Linked DNA regions of Ovis aries: region 2 is linked to region 1. The links are chromatin contacts, called in public Hi-C maps. All regions are on one chromosome and are shown on one strand. The core of a region is the stretch at or near the end of the contact, and the rest is flanking DNA. Distances in the headings are between cores, read along the strand shown. Region 1 holds the start of COPS2 (COP9 signalosome subunit 2). Region 2 holds the start of EID1 (EP300 interacting inhibitor of differentiation 1).

What was found. A called contact is a pair of places that touch in the nucleus more often than the background predicts.
Region 2: a Hi-C map of omental adipose tissue shows a contact between it and region 1, with 2.7 times the contacts expected there. The contact joins the promoter of EID1 here to the promoter of COPS2 in region 1. A contact is called at or near these places in 6 of 16 Hi-C or Micro-C datasets (hypothalamus, liver, mesenteric adipose tissue and 2 more).

What each region holds. Positions count from the first base shown.
Region 1 is chr7:59,208,153-59,211,082 of ARS-UI_Ramb_v3.0, forward strand. COPS2 (COP9 signalosome subunit 2) reads left to right here and starts at 1,662. Exons shown (of 13, transcript XM_004010627.6): 1 at 1,662-1,727. The coding sequence starts at 1,674. It overlaps GALK2 (galactokinase 2), which reads right to left and starts at 1,470. Exons shown (of 10, transcript XM_004010625.5): 1 at 1,225-1,470. The coding sequence starts at 1,244.
Region 2 is chr7:59,480,705-59,483,500 of ARS-UI_Ramb_v3.0, forward strand. EID1 (EP300 interacting inhibitor of differentiation 1) reads right to left here and starts at 1,542. Exons shown (of 1, transcript XM_004010632.5): 1 at 1-1,542. The coding sequence starts at 1,499. The coding sequence ends at 924. The region is part of intron 4 of SHC4 (SHC adaptor protein 4); the gene reads left to right.

The DNA of each region.
Region 1 (2,930 bases), core at 412-2,911:
AAAATGGAAAGCTAATAAGAACCTGCTGTATAGCACAGGGAACTCTACTAGAGTAAATATTCTATAAAGACCTATATGGAAAAAGAGGAAAAAAAAACTATGAATATATGTATATGTACAACTGGTTCACTTTGCTGTACTCCTGAAACTAACACAACATTTTAAATCAACTATACTCCAGTAAAATTTTTTTGAATTATTAAAATAAAAACAAAAGCAAATGAGTACTAATATATCCAGGGACTTCCCTGACTGATCCAGTGGTTAAGACTCCATGCTTCCCCTGCAGGGAGCACAGTCAGAGAACTAAGATTCTGTATCCTGGGGCAGCCAGGAAAATAAAAAGAAAAAGTAAAGCAGTTACTTACTGAGTAACTGCCAGAACAACAACAACTAAAAAAATCCAGCTTGCAATTCCTCTTCTTGGAATTTTACCTAAGAAAAAAAATTAGTGACAAAAATACTCCCTCCAAAATAGTTTAAAATAATGTTATTACTGTATTATTCGAAATGTATAACAATAATAGCATGCTTAGGTCCTCTAGAGAAGGAAATGGCAACCCACTCCAGTATTTTTGCATGTAAAATCTCATGGATGGAGCCTCGTAGGCTCCATTGGGTCGCAAAGAGTCGGACACGACTGAGAGACTTCATTTCACTTAAGTAAATTACACTGCATTCAACCAAAGGCTTATTATGCCACTATTAAAATAATGCTTGTCAACAATATATTTAATACATTGTCCTATGCTGTTACATAACTAGATGCAAAAAAGCATCCGAAATTATGTCTGTGCTGTTAACTATATAAAATTTGTGAATTCAAGTGGACAAAACTGAAGTTTATACGGAAAATGCTGTTTGAAAAGCAGTATTTTCTCCCTTCATGTCAATTTCAATTTTTATTAATATTTCGAATTCTACTGATGATGCTGTGCAGCAATAATGATTTTTTTAAAAAAACAGTTGTTAACTGCTACCTTACTTTGGTCCCATAGGCAATAAAGTTTAATTTATAATTCGTTGAACAACTGAATAAAACTTCAAGTACCTCAATAGATTGATACTTAATTTAGGATATCCACAGAGTTGTTTTGCCTACTACAAATATAACAAACATTACGTGTAAACCGTGCTGCTGAAAGGTTTCCAAACATCACAGGACCACCCACCAAAATGTGTGGGTTAAATGCACATCCGTACTCATGGCAAAAGTAATACTACCTGTCACACAGGATAGGCATGTCAGACTTTTCTCCGCGAAAGCCTTCTAGTCCCAAACTGCCTCTTACTTTCACCAGGCTGAAATGGTTCCAGAGTCCCAGGCAGGGAGGAGACTGTTCCCTTGCCCAGGAGGCTGGAAATCTCACGTTATGAGAGAAAGGTTTCCAAGGCCCTTCAGCTGAAACCCGAAGCACTTGAAGATTCCCTAGTTGCTAGGTTTTGTTGCTAAGGCACCAACAGTCTCACAGGAAGAGGGGCACGGTGCAATCGCTTTTAGCGTCGTAGCGAATCCTCTCAAAACCGAGCTCATTTGTTCCGGGAGGAAACATTCAGCTCCTCTAAGAGTGTCGGGAAGGCGAGAAGCTGGGAGTGACGCCTCTGAGCCGCTGAGGATTGTGGGAGGAGGTTGTCTCCAATTTCTCCTCCCCCCTCCCCCCGTCCCAGCCAAGATGTCTGACATGGAGGATGATTTCATGTGCGATGATGAGGAGGACTACGACCTGGTGAGGCGCAGGGAACAGAACTCTGGGGCTGGAGGTGGTTTCTGGCTTTAGGAGCCGGGGCAGGGGCGGCCGCGGCCTCTCCCCGTAGAACATGTGCTCCTTCCAGCCTCTCCCGATGCAGTGACAGGACGAGTTTACCTCCTCCCCCTTCCCGCACCGGGCCCGCGCCCTGCTTCTCTAGCATGGGGGAAGGGAGGGTAAAGGAGGCGGTGAAGGGGGTCCCGAGCGTTGAGCTCCAAATCCAAGCGCTTCCTTGGTTTGCGAGGACACCCCTGGCCTCCGGCGTCAGGTTCTCATTGCCTCCTTTTTATCGCGCGAGCCGTTTTGGGGACCGTTCAGTGGTCTAGGCCCCGGCTCCTGCCCTTTCGGGCCCAGTCTTCCTGTTCCCTCTTCTTCATACTTGAAAGGGTGCGAAGTGCTGGGAGAGGGGTCCAAAAACTAGGGGGCCTTCCTCCTCCCAGACCTGACGCCACTTGTGAATCTAGAAACAGAGCTTAATTAGTCTTGTCCAGGCTCCGTTTTGTTATAAGGTAAAGGTGCAATAGAGAATTGAGAGCCAGGCTAGCTTTTGAAAAGTAGTTTAACTGCTTGTATAAAGAGAAAAGTTGGGGAGGAGGTTTTACTTTTTGTTTGTTTGGGCTTTGAGAGGTGGGGTGGTATGAGAGAACTGACTCAATGACTTTTTTCTTGACTTATAAATTTCCCAGTATTCAGAGTTTAAAATATCAACAGTGTAGAACAAAACGAATTGATGCAACCCAATGGTGATGTTTAAAGATTCAAGGTTTAATTTATGAACGGACTTACAAGTCTTTAAAAATTCACTAACATTTCAAGTTGATATTCAGAAACATTGTGTGGGAACTAAGAACGATTATCTGGGCCACGAATTAGCGTCAACTTGGCTTTGCTTTTTATTTGGGGGAGTTTTGTGCATGGTTCTTGTGTGTTATGGTGATGCTGCATTATCGTAAAGTTATGAAGTAGGTCCTCAGGGAAGTCTGGCTCATCTTATATTTTAAGTGCCAGAAAGTCTCAAGATAATTAATGTATCATTTTGAATTAGTGTAAATCTTCTTTGTATAGTCGTTTCTAATTAATCTTTCACTTTTAAAGGAAAGCATTTGCAAAAAGGAGAGGGGAATGTTTGTTATCACCTGAAAGTCAGTAGTGCTGATAATTCTTAAAGGTAGTTTTGCTAGT
Region 2 (2,796 bases), core at 292-2,791, 270 kb after region 1:
AATGTTCATTTAACAGTTCTTACATTATGAAGTTCAACCAGAGTCTTTTGCCTGTAAAGTTAAATGAAAAAAAGAGAGCAAGTGAAACAGAAAATTCTCTAGTATATACAGATGTTTCAAGAGTTTGTGTTCTTTGTACCTTCATGTACATTTTACAGTCTAAATTTGAAACTTTATTAAGGACGTCTTAAGTTTTGACTTTAAAATATGTTCAAGGCAATGAATTTTCTTGAATTAAAGATTACAGTAGCTTTAAAAATGATCAAGATATATGTACAAACAAAATCTCAGTTGTTCTTGGAAACACATTTTAATAGCACACAAGACACATACTTCTTTTGGGTCTAGATTATCCTTTGAGATACTGAAGAATACTCGGTAGATTTATTTTACACTTAAAATTTAGCCTTAACCACAGCTCGGATAGATCACAAAATTGAATCTTTAAAGTTTTCTCAATATGCTTTCAGTCCAAATAACTCAAAGACATCTTATGTCCTAAAATGGATACATCAGTTACTTTTTCTCATATAATTATCATCAGTGGGCTCTGGTACTGGCAGTCTGTCTTGGTCATAATTTATTCTTGCAAAGCCATTCCTTACAGTGAAACATGAAAAGATTATCTTCCTCAATGCAAGGAAATTACTCTGAATAAACAACAAAGTCAAAGCCATAAGTGTCTCTGGACATTCTTGAAAACAGGTTTCAACAGTACTAAGATACTCTTCTTTAACAATTTTCTTTCTTTTTCATAACTGTGCAGTCACTACCTTATTCTACTCAGCAAAAAAAAAAAAATTTTTTTTGGGGGGGGAAGATTAAGTTTTTCATTGGCACAGAACTATTTGGAATGAACTCAAAAGACAGTGGAATGTTGGGTCTCTCCTCAAGCAGCTTCCTCCTCTCTTAACAGCATTTAACTACTCTCTGTCAATGATCTCATCACAGCCGAGTTCTTCGGTCAGACGATTGACAACCATAAGTGAAAAAAGCTCTTCGATAAAAGCCAATTGATCAAACGGGGTCTTCTCATAATGCATCTGAAACCCGCCATCCAGAGCTGCTTCTCTGGCTCTGGAGGTTCTCAGAAACATCTTGTTGGCTTCTTCAAGGGCCGCTGAAACTCTGTAGCCCGCACCACTGAGCGGCTCCTCTTCAGGATAGTCATAGTCGTCCTCCCAGACATCGAATTCCTCGCCCTCGTCCTCGCTCTCGAAATCAGGGCCCGCGATCTGGCCTGGCTGCTCCCCAGGGCTGGGCCGGCTAGCGAGGCCTCGGGGCCCCTGTGGCTCCGCCATTGGCTGGGTCGCCTCCTCCTCCATTGGGCCTTCCTCCTCCAGTTGTGGCGGGGCCCCGGCGCGGGAGGGGTTCGGGGATAGCTCCCGGCTCCCGCCGCCTACCTCCATATGCGGAAGGTCACTCTCACCAGGAATCACATCCATCTGCAGATCGTTGCTCTCCTCATAGAGCTCGGACAGCTCGTTCATTTCAGACATAGTGCAAGCAGCGCAACCTCCCCACAATTCGTTCGTTTTCCACAAGCTCGGATATACGCGGGCGTGCGGTTGTGCGCTTGCGCAAGCGCCGTGCGCTTGCGTGACCTCGTGCGTGTGCGCGACCCCCAAACACCGCCTCCTGCTCAGAGCGCGGCTCTGGTTATCGACAGGGGAGCCTGGCGTGCTGCGATTCATGGAGTCGCAAAGAGTAGGACACGACTGAGCGACTGAACTGAACTGAGTGCCCCCCATCGCCCTCTGGGGGACATTCCCAGTGCTCGGTGGTCTGCGCTCCGTGCGTTCGAATTTCAGACCTAGGGCTGTGCATTGCTTGGCACCTTACCTAACCGTTCTGCTGCTTATGAGGCTATAAACTTGAAAATACTCTATATGCCTTCTGTAAGACCCCTTACAGAAGGTGGGAAAGATTGAGGGCGAGAGGAGAAGGGGACGACAGAGGATGAGATGGTTGGATGGCATCACCGACTCAATGGACATGAGTTCGAGTAAACTCCGGGAGTTGATGATGGACAGGGAGGCCTGGCGTGCTGCAGTCCAGGGGTCGCAAAGAGTCGGACACCACTGAGCGACTGAACTGAACTGAAGACCCCTTAATCTTCCTCCCCTCTCGCCCCTCTCCTTTCTCGCTCTCCTCTTTCTGCCGCTCCTCTTACCTCCATCCCCAGGCAGTCGCTTCTGCTCCAAGGTTTTAACTAAGTTTATCTCTGCGCTGCTGCTGCTAAGTCGCTTCAGTCGTGTCCGACTCTGTGTGACCCCATGGACTGCAGACTACCAGGCTCCTCCGTCCATGGGATTTGCCAGGCAAGAGTACTGGAGTGCGTTGCCATTCCCTTCTCCTATCTCTTCGCTAATAACCGCTAAATCTGCACCTGAAAACCACAAGGTGTTCTTAGCCATACATCAGCATATTAAGAACTCATCCATCCCTCTCTTCTATTTTTCTCATTTAAAAAATGTTAAATCACAAATAAGCATATTATTGGTGTTCTTTAAAAAATATGCAGAGAAGAAATACATGGGCCCATTTTTGTCCCCCGCAGGAGGTGACTTTACACTTAATTTGCTGTGTGTTCTGTAAGTCTTTTCCCGTGCATTTATGTGAATCTTTTAAGTCTCATGGAAAAATCTTATATTTTTAACGTCTTACATAATTGCCTTCAACTTATAAAAAAGCAAAAACCCCCTAAATCTTGTAGATTTAGCGGTTAGTATACACAGACATGTTTTCATAGTATTCTGTTTGTGTAGCTATACTGTAGTTGACTTAACTATGCAC